Regions from separate parts of the Mus musculus genome. Here regions 2 and 3 are each linked to region 1. The links are chromatin contacts, called in public Hi-C and HiChIP or PLAC-seq maps. All regions are on one chromosome and are shown on one strand. Each heading gives the region's core, a stretch centred on a gene start, on an enhancer-like site or on the middle of the called end of the contact. The rest is flanking DNA. Distances are from core to core; before and after follow the strand shown.

Region 1 (3,254 bases), core at 546-3,045:
CAAACTGAGATGCCCCTGAGAGCCAGGAAGAGCTTCTCCTAGACACCTGTCTTGTTAGGTTTTACTGCTGTGAACAAACACGATGACCAAGGCAACTCTTATAAGGACAACATTTAACTGGGGCTGGTTTACAGGTCCAGAGTTTCAGGACACTATCATCAAGGAGGGAGTATGGAAGCCTCCAGGCAGGCATAATGCAGATGGAGCTGAGAGTTCTACATCTTCATCTGAAGACTGCTAGCAGAATACTGGCTTCCAGGCAGCTAGGATGAGGGTCTTAAAGCCCACACCCACAGTGACACACTTACTCCAACAGGGGCCCATCTTCTAATAGTGGCACTCTCTGGGCTGAGCACATACAAACCATCACACCACCCCAGCTGCATGTATGTTATAGGCTATTCACCAGAAATTTTTTTAGTATCTCGCCTCACCAAGAACAGAGTGGTCCTCCTGTACAGTGGGGACCTTGGTTGATAATTTCCTTTTCATTCTAAAAAGCAGAGATTTGGGATTGAAGAGCAAGCAGGTGTGTGTGTGTGTGTGTGTGTGTGTGTGTGTGTGTGTGTGTGTATGTGTCAAGGTGGGTTTGTGGGGAGGGAGACTTAGACACACTGCCATAATTTCTCACGAGGCTGCTCTTCCTTAATCTATCTAAAACCTCAGCGTGGAGAGAGAGCACCTGGCAGTCTGTCTACAGTCCAGTTGGAAGGGAAGGTTATGGAGTGGCAGTCTCCTAGTCAGCGTGCCCTTTCGTTGAGATAATTCATCCCACCGCTGCTGGTAGAAACACAGGCAGTGTTTCTAGAAGTAACCCGTTCTCTGACTAACGTGGCAGAAAAGACAGCCAACTATCTTCCACTTTATTCCCCATATACAAGTGAGCCGCGGTTCTTTTGTTATGAATACTCATCATTGCCTAAATTTAGATAATTTTATTAAAAGCTCACTGTAAACTTTTTCTTTGTGCGTGCTGAGCATGGCTGGTACCTAAGACTTCCCACATGCTTGGCAAGTCTCTACCAGTCACTATGTGATGTCTTTTGATGAATAAACTTATCTTTTAGGGTGACGATTTTCTACATTGTTCGTGTTTATTAGTGCTTAGTTTTAAAATGTAGTCGAACCATTTTACATGCGACAACGGTTTAGGAAACAGTTTCAGTTACCATCTATGATAAAGTAACTTTCTATTCATGCAGAGGCTTATCCTAAAATAAATTTATTTAAGAATAAAAGTGAGAGGGCTGGTGAGATGGCTCAGTGGGTAAGAGCACCCGACTGCTCTTCCGAAGGTCAGGAGTTCAAATCCCAGCAACCACATGGTGGCTCACAACCATCAGTAATGAGATCTGACTCCCTCTTCTGGAGTGTCTGAGGACAGCTACAGTGTACTTACAATAAATAAATAAATCTTTAAAAAAAATTCATATACATAAAAAAGAATAAAAGTGCGTTAGTTAACTCAGTAAGAACGTAAATAGTTTTCGGTTACTACAAGCAATCACAGTTTGCCAAAACCTGTTTAGCCTCCCGAAGTGGGCTATCACCCGGCTACGGAAGCCGGGAAGGCGAAAGGCGAAAATGGCTGCTAAGTAACATCCCATGCTGCCCCCTAGAGGAGGTGTAGCGTGCGTGCACCGCGGCCCGACGTGTAGCCCTAGCCGTGGCGCGCCGGCGCAGGCGCAGTTGACGACGCCGTCTCCCTGGTGCTGCCATAGCGGAACAGGACTGCAGTGCGCAGGCGCAGTTGACGACGCTGCTCCCAGGCGCTGCCGTAGCGGAGCAGGGCTGCAGTGCGCAGGCGTAGGCGAGCGCGGAGGCGCGGTCACCATGGCGCTGTCGTAGCGGTGCAGGTGCCTGGGATCCAGCATGAGCGCGTCCGAGACGGACCGCTGGGCGTGGCTGCTGGTGTTGAGCTTCGTGTTCGGGTGTAACTTGCTGCGCATCCTCCTGCCGTCCCTGTCCTCGTTTGTAAGTAGCTGCCGGGGGCGGGGAGCGGCCGAGCGCGGGGCCTTGCGCGGTCCATGCTGCAAGCTCTCTTCCTCCAGGTGCCTCCGAGCTTCTCACAGATCGCGAGGTTGCAACCAGCTCTGGAGGGTGGGAGGTCCCAAGCCACGCTTCGCGACAGAGGAGCAGCCCCGGCCCAGCATCCTCACAGGTGCCTGGCTCCGGAGCGGCTGATCCCCGGCTACAGGGAGCCCCCTTCTGTTCTGTCCGTGGGAACAAGGAACACTACAGAGCAATCTAAACAGGCCATACCGTTCTTGCACATTCAGGTTTCTGTTTATGTATGGGGGGTGTTTTTCCTGCGTGTGTATCTGTGCACTGTGTGCTTTCATTGCCAGCAGAGTCCAGAAGAGAGCGCTGGATGCTCTGGAATTGGAGTTACAGACATTAGTTATCTGCCACGTGGGTCCTGGGAACAGAACCCAGGCCCTCTATAGTAGTATCCAGTGCTCTTATCCACTGAGCCATCTCCAGCCCCAACATACTTTCCATATTTTACTCATGCCTGTATAATGAAGTCTGCACACAGTTCTCCAAAGGACTGGATGCAGAAAGGTTTAGAAGGACTTTTCTGTGTACTGGAAGAGGGATTGGGGACTACTAACTGGGGATGGATGTCCCCACACTCAATGACCTGTCTGCAAAGTTCTCTTCATCTGTCCTGCTATCTGTAGCCTTTAAACCATTTAAAAAAAACTATTTGTTATGTGAGAGTTTCGCTTGCATGTATGTAAGTGCATCACACGTATGCAGTGCTTTTGAGTCCAGAAGGGGCATTGATTCCCTGACACTGGAGTCAAGGACTCCATGTGAGCCACTATGTGAGTGTGCTCTTGACCACTGAGCTATCTCTCCACCCTCTTAATCTGTAGCCATTAAAGATTTTATGTGTGTGTGTGTGTGTGTGTGTTCTGAGTGTATGTATATGCACCATGTGAACGAGGTTGCCTGAGGAGGCCAGAAGAGGCAGTCACATTCTCTGGAACTGACTTATAGATGGTGTGAGCAGCCACATGCATGCTGGGAACTGAACCTGGATCCTCTGAAAGAGCCACAAGTGTGCTTAACCCCCAACACATCTCTCTAACCTGTATCTATAGCCTTGGAAAACATGTTCTGTAATAAACCAGTGGGCAAGATTTTTGCTCTGAGTTTCGTGAGCTGGTCTAGCAAATTGGTGAAGCCTGAAGAGGGGTCAAGGGAACTCTGACTTGTAGCTGGGCTGTGTGATTTGTGAGTGAGAC
Region 2 (3,254 bases), core at 410-2,909, 680 kb before region 1:
AACATGCATGGCACACGTATGTGCACGGTACCCTACTTTCATAAGCATGCTCAGCTACACTATTTGTTATCAGGGATGGTTTCATATGTCCTTATAGACCAGGAACATGGAGCAGTCATTGCATTTCTAGGCACTGACCATATCACCATGGCAACTGCATTTCCTAAAATGGTCCATCTCAAACCCTTCTGAAAGCTGGCATCAATTTTGCTCCATTAAATAGTGGTACCTGCCTCCCTCCCATCCCCTCAGGTCTCTGACAGAGGTTCAGTTATCAGACTTCCAAAGCTACCTCTGCCTGTTTCCTTGGCAACAAGCATTCATAAACTTCAGCCTTCATTGAAAGAAAAAGGCCAACTATGGAAAGATGGGGTGGGTGTTCTTATCATTATCCCTGCATGACAGTTTACACCAGACCCCAGAGCTAAGTGAAGAAGGCTTCCAGAGGACTCCAGCCCCAAACGCCAGTTGACTACAACCTTCTGCAAGACAACGGGTTGAAGACTTCCTCTCCAGCATCAGTCCTATGATGTGATATGAAGTGATAGTTGTAGTCTTGAATGATTTATTGAAGCCTTAAATGCCTAGAACACTATGAGACCAAGTCTGGCTTCCACAAGACGTTTGTAACAAGACTGTTGCAGCAGAAGGAGCCTTCCTATGAGAGGTCTATCAATCTTTATTGGCATTAGCTACATGTTAAGCATTGGGCCAGGCTGCTCTGAAGGTGCTGAAGGTGCTGAAAGCAAGGGAAATGTTCTTGTACAAACAGAGTGAAACTTCACCTATCAGTTGGAGGGAAAATATGTCAAAGTCGTAGAGGCATTTTAACTCAAGAGGAAGGAGAGAGACGTGACAGTCATTAATTCCTCTCACTCCACAGCTATCCATCAATGACGCTGGTACCCCAGGGCTACACCCTCATGTCCTCAGTCCTTACCCAGTGCCAGCAGTTCTCCTGGACCTGGTTTGCTGGTTGCTCATCTTCAGGACATCCTTCCTATGGATACCAAGTTACCTCCCCAAAGAGAAGTGGGAAACTCTCATGCCCACAGAGGCAATGATGCCTGATGATCCATTACCCTGTGTGTTGGTATACAGAAGAACTCCAATGTGGAGAAAAGGCTGCCATTTTATTCTCTGAAACACTGGGGACTCTTTCCCTCATGGCCTCTAAGGTTTCCACGGTGTTGTGGGGGCTCCACCACACACACACACACACACACACACACACACACACACACACAAAAGCAAAAACAAAAACAAAACTGGACTACACTTAGAGGCATCTGGAGGAATCTAATGATTAGTCTGGCTTCACTGTGGGCAAAGGCAGTGTGTTCAGCTACACACAGCCGGTCCCCATTTCACGAAACCTAGCAATTGTAAGAAAGAGTCTAACCAAACTGGAGGTTTCCTGAAAGATAAACCGTCTTTTGTTTTTCTTTAGCAAGTCTGTCCAGCTGGCCTAGAACTCTTGAACTCAAGTGACCATCCGGCTCCTAAGCAGCCCTTACTGTGGATGTCTGCCACCTCAGGGCCCATCTCAAGGCTACACTAACAAGTTTGGGAAGCAGTAAGGCTCTGGTTCCAGACAGCTGGGTAGGACACCTGAACCTCAGCTCCCAGGCTGAGCCAGGGTTTGAAATACTTGGTTCCATGGAACTCAAAGCTGCTTTCACAGAGACTGGAAAACACTCCTTCTCTCCCATGTGACACTGTGGTATGGAATGCTCGCACACAAGGAACTCTTGTTTTATATATATACATATATATGTATATATATATATATACCTCTAATAGCCAGAAAATGGGGAAGTCCACAAAGAAATTTTTCAACTGCCTCTCTTTACATGACCCTTAACCTAGGAGATTTTTGCCTAATCTGTAAATTGAAGTTAAAAGTATTTCTATACCTTTGGAGTAGGGAGCCCTTTGTCCCCATAAGAACGGAGAGACTATTAACAATAAGGCCCTGCATGCACAACACTCCTTTGTCGGTGAGTGCAAACCAAAACCAGATGTGGAGCCCCAGCCGCTACCTTGGAGTGACCCAGGGAGGCTCAGGCTAATCCAGCCGTTCTTAATAACTCAAAACTGCCAGCCTTAAACCATCTAATTTTTTCTTGCGCTTACAGATGCAAACAAGAATCGACAGCCTGCATTGGAATCTGTTTCCCTCTGGCCACATACAGATAGATTCTGTCTGATAAGAGCAGGATAAAGGCCCTTTCCAGGAAGCTGTGTCACCACCATCCGATGACGAGGGGGTAGCGGTAATTATCACCTTTAATGAACCAAGATTTGGAAGAAGTTATACTGAAAATCAGACGCCCTTGTCCTGACCTCCTCCCAGACAGTGTTCCTTGGAAGTGTGTGAATGTGAGAAAACACTGGAGGTCTCCCCTAAGGCTCTAATGAGTCTAGGGACATTTCTCTGGCAATGAAACTACTTAATTTGCAATCATTTTCTTCAATTTCAGTAGAATAAACATAAGCGAAAGAGAAGAGCCAACGAATTTAGAAATGGCTCAAGACTTCTCAAATGATGAAATCAAATAGGATCAATTTTTAACATTCTGTTAATATCATATCTATTTACAAAAATAAAATCAAGTGGAAAATTACTTTATATACCGGATATTATGTTTTGCCTTAGACGCATGTAAAATACAGACAAATACACAGATACACACTGCTTTTTCCCCTTCTAAGAATTTATTGTTAGTGTACACATGTGTATGGGGGCCAGAAGACAGCTCTGCAGACTTTGTTGTCTCCTAGCTTCACATGAGTCTAGAAGATGAACCTGGGTTACCAGGTAGCACAGCAAACACCCTTAAGTTGATCCATCTCGTTAAGACCCTGATTGGGTTTTAATGCCCAAAAATACAGCAGAGGAATGGATACAGAAATCCTAGCACTTGGGAGGCAGAGGCAGGCAGATTTCTGAGTTTGAGGCCAGTCTGGTCTACAGAGTGAGTTCCAGGACAGCCAGGGCTATACAGAGAAACCCTGTCTCGGAAAAAAAGAAAAAAAGAAAAAGAAGAAGGAGGAGGAGGAGGAGGAGGAAAGAAAGAAGGGAGGGAGGGAGGAAGGAAGGGAGGAAGGAAGGAAGGAAGGAAGGAAGGAAGGAAGGAAGGAAGGAAGGAAGGAAGGAAGGAAGGAAGGAAGATGTGGTACGTTTACACAATGGAGTACTACTCAGCTATTAAAAACAATGAATTTATGAAATTCTTAGGCAAATGGATGTA
Region 3 (3,254 bases), core at 280-2,779, 530 kb after region 1:
TATACTGATTCCTAATAACTTATTGTGGTACTTGTAGATTAGCAAATCTCTCAACCTTCCTCAGAGGAATGTCTCCTTGCAGTAAATGTTGATTAACACAGAGACCCACAAACTGGATGTTGTGTAGAGAATGAGATACTGCAAAATGCCCAGCCATAAATGGGATATCTATGCTACACTCAGTCTTCCCAAGGCTGGATCATTATGGAAAGGAAAGCAGAAAGACTTTAACAGGCAGGGGTAGTAGATAATTGTAATGAAACCACGTTTTCTTGACGTGACCTGACATTTGTTCATACGAATTTGCAGCATTTGGGACAGCATGCAACTTAAACCAGACAACATCCTAGCACAAAGTCCCATCTGCATCTGAGGAGCTAGTGACAATAGGTAATAGCTGCTGGGAAAAGGAGAGACATTTTTTGTTAAAGGCGTGGTCCCTGGTAGGTAGATCACACTCTAGGGGCTGGGCCCACACCCAGGAGTATCTGAGCACAAATTGGACTCAATGGATTTTTTAAAAAGAGGTCAGGAAGTTGAGTGGGCAGGGAGGAAGTGAATAGATCTGGAAGGAGTTAGGTTGGGGAGCAAATATGATCAAAATACATTATGCACAATTCTCAGGGAATTAATATAATAATTAATACAATAATTCTTTAAATAGTTGTCAGGGTTATATATAAAAATGTGGACTTAGCTTCAGGAAATAGTACCTCCTGCCTACTTGGTGCCCTTGGAGGCCAGAAGAAGACATCAGATCCTCTGAAATTTGAGTCACAGGTGTTTGTGGGCTGTTACTCGGGTGCTAAGAGTCGAACCTGAGACCTCTGCAGGAGAAGCAAGTGCTCTTAACCAGGGAGCCACTACTCTAGCCCCTAATATAAGACTTTTAAAAGTTATCACAATTCTCTGGGTTTTTATTGTTCATAATAGTGTTGAGTTATTGTTATTGTTGTTTGTTTGTTTGTTGTTGTTGTCGTCTAGCTGGTATCCTGAGGTTCTGATTACATGAACTTGGGGGCTGTGTTGTCATTCTCTCTGGTTGGAAAGCTGGTGTCTCAGTGCATTTCCTGGACTTTTTGAGGTGGATGAATGTTTTATTAGATCTGCTTTTAAACAGCCGAAGAACAAATCTGGTTAATTTACAGCTAATGCGACATGTCTGGCTACATCCAAGGTCTTTAGTGATGTTGTCTTTCGCAGATCTGAACTGGGAGAATAAAGTGATAAAGTGATATAGCTGCCTATTGTTAAATAGGTGTTATGTGTACTGGAGAACAAACACCTCTTTTTAAGGAGGTCTTAGTAAGAACAGTTGTGCTAGGGAACTTGGGGGGCAGGGGACACATTGCCGAGGAGCTACGCCAAGGGACTCATAAAAGAAGATCAAATTAGAGGGCACACCATGTCCTGATTTATCTTCCCATGTTCTACATTCAACTATGAAATCATTTCAAGGGGTGGGGGCATGAAAACACCAGACTGAGGCACAAGAAAAATGACCAGAACTTGTGCTGCCCTCTGCTGTCCATTAATACACATAGCAGAAATGTTCCTGTCTCAAAAAGAAAATGAACACTCCGGCATCCACAGTGCTGGAAGCTGCTAAGAATGCTCCTGGAGGAGAAAAGAATCATAACTCTCACCCGGTTATATACTCTGTGAGCTACAATAGCAATCTGCCTGCGAGGTATGCCCACTGAGGTAATAGTGGAACAAATATCACCGAATTAACAAACCACTCATTGAGATGGAACCCACACCTGATACTGTTAATGAGGCCGATAACATGCGATTAGATATGTCATGGTCCTGGAAAAACCAACTACTTTTCTGCAAAATCAACACAGCAATGAAACCACTCCTGATGACATATTTTATACCCACAGGTCACTGCAATGTTCAACCTCCCTCAGGTTAAACATCCTGATGATGCGTTTTGCATGCATGCATGCCTGTGCACCACCTGTCTACTTGGTGCCCTTGGAGGCCAGAAGAGGACAGCAGATCCTCTGGAACTTGAGTCACAGGGTATTTGGGCTGCTATGTGGATGCTAAGATTCGAACCTGAGACTTCTGCAAGAGAAGCAAGTCGAACATTACCCAGCTAAATAATAATCAACACAGAGATTCACAACTGGACAGTGTGCAGAGAGTGCTCCACTTTGGAGCCCTCTGCCCTAAGTGGACTGTCTTTATCAAATTCCTTCCTTCAGGGCTCAGAGATCTTTGTGGGACAGGAAGAAGAACGACTGTAAGAGCCAGAGGGGTAGACAACTCTAAGAAAACAGTGTTCCAGACACAACAAGTCCGATGCACATATGAACTCAGAGATAGTGGCAGCACAAATAAGGCCTGATGCACAGGTTGAAGTCATTTTCCCTCCCCAAGTTGCTTTTGCTCACAGTATATATCAATAGAAACCCTACACAGTAGCACATGTACTCAGCCAGACTGGATGCCCACTAAGTTTCAAAGATATGGCTATTTCTGCCTCTCCAGAGCTGGGATTATTTGTGTGTGTGTGTGTGTGTGTGTGTGTGTGTGTGTGTGTTGGGGACCAAATCTCACCCCCCCCCCCCGCTTGCACAAAAACACAGCTGAACCACTTCCATAGCCTTCTACATGTTTTTAAGTTTTATGCCAGGAACAGGAGATAGATACAAAGACGGATTAGGCACGATTCCTTCATTTTGACAGTGCCTTAAAATCTTTGTGAAAACATTGTAAATCCAAATCGTTCTTTTTATATTTTCCTTTCTCCAAAATTCCCTCTTTTTCTGATATGCCTTGTTATCTGCCCATGGAAAGTTTAAGTTGATAGTTATTATCCAGCATCATAAACAGTAATGATAATAAATAGCCCAGTTTTAAATGGTGTGTATTCTGACCTCGGCGCCTTTACTAGGCTGAGTCCGCTATTGTAGAGGGCACAGATCCCCACTGCCTTGCGCAGCAGGGGTAGCGCTATAGTACTTTCTCAGTGTGGGTTAGGGCAGAGAAGGAGGGTGGGCTGGAGCATGTGGGGGAGAAGGAGGGAGGAAAGGAGGACATTTAATGCGGAGCCTAGCAGTGCAATCAATAGGTGCTGTCCACTGACTATCAATTAAGGCACAATTACGGCCTGTGCACTCGGAGTTTGATTAAGCCGCTGGCAGTGCCTGGGAAGCTGCCAGATAAACAAGGGCTCTAGGCGAGTGCCCGCGCCCCGCGTAATAAAGCAGGAGTCTTCTGGAGGGAGGTGCAAATGAGGA

Evidence for each region. A called contact is a pair of places that touch in the nucleus more often than the background predicts. HiChIP or PLAC-seq counts read pairs in DNA pulled down with a chosen protein or histone mark.
Region 2: an H3K4me3 HiChIP or PLAC-seq map of embryonic limb bud shows a contact between it and region 1, with 6 times the contacts expected there. The contact joins the enhancer-like site here to the promoter of Get1 in region 1. A contact is called at or near these places in 1 of 484 Hi-C or Micro-C datasets (nephron progenitors) and 1 of 115 datasets of contacts at active chromatin or transcription factors (embryonic limb bud).
Region 3: a contact with region 1 is called in a Hi-C map of the N1E-115 cell line, with 2.9 times the contacts expected there. The contact joins the enhancer-like site here to the promoter of Get1 in region 1. A contact is called at or near these places in 1 of 39 promoter capture datasets (hippocampal neurons) and 1 of 484 Hi-C or Micro-C datasets (the N1E-115 cell line).

What each region holds. Positions count from the first base shown.
Region 1 is chr16:96,143,605-96,146,858 of GRCm38.p6, forward strand. Get1 (guided entry of tail-anchored proteins factor 1) reads left to right here and starts at 1,796. Exons shown (of 5, transcript NM_207301.3): 1 at 1,796-1,974. The coding sequence starts at 1,873.
Region 2 is chr16:95,467,887-95,471,140 of GRCm38.p6, forward strand. The region is part of intron 2 of Erg (ETS transcription factor); the gene reads right to left. Among named protein-coding and RNA genes, the nearest start is that of Erg, 61 kb to the right of the region's middle. Within about 2 kb of position 1,660, at least 17 of the 459 cell types and tissues checked have an H3K27ac peak or open chromatin away from gene starts, as enhancers often do. A contact at or near this core is called in embryonic limb bud, where this site is marked.
Region 3 is chr16:96,670,277-96,673,530 of GRCm38.p6, forward strand. All of the region lies in intron 20 of Dscam (DS cell adhesion molecule), which reads right to left. Among named protein-coding and RNA genes, the nearest start is that of Gm32509, 47 kb to the right of the region's middle. Within about 2 kb of position 1,530, at least 2 of the 459 cell types and tissues checked have an H3K27ac peak or open chromatin away from gene starts, as enhancers often do. A contact at or near this core is called in the N1E-115 cell line, where this site is marked.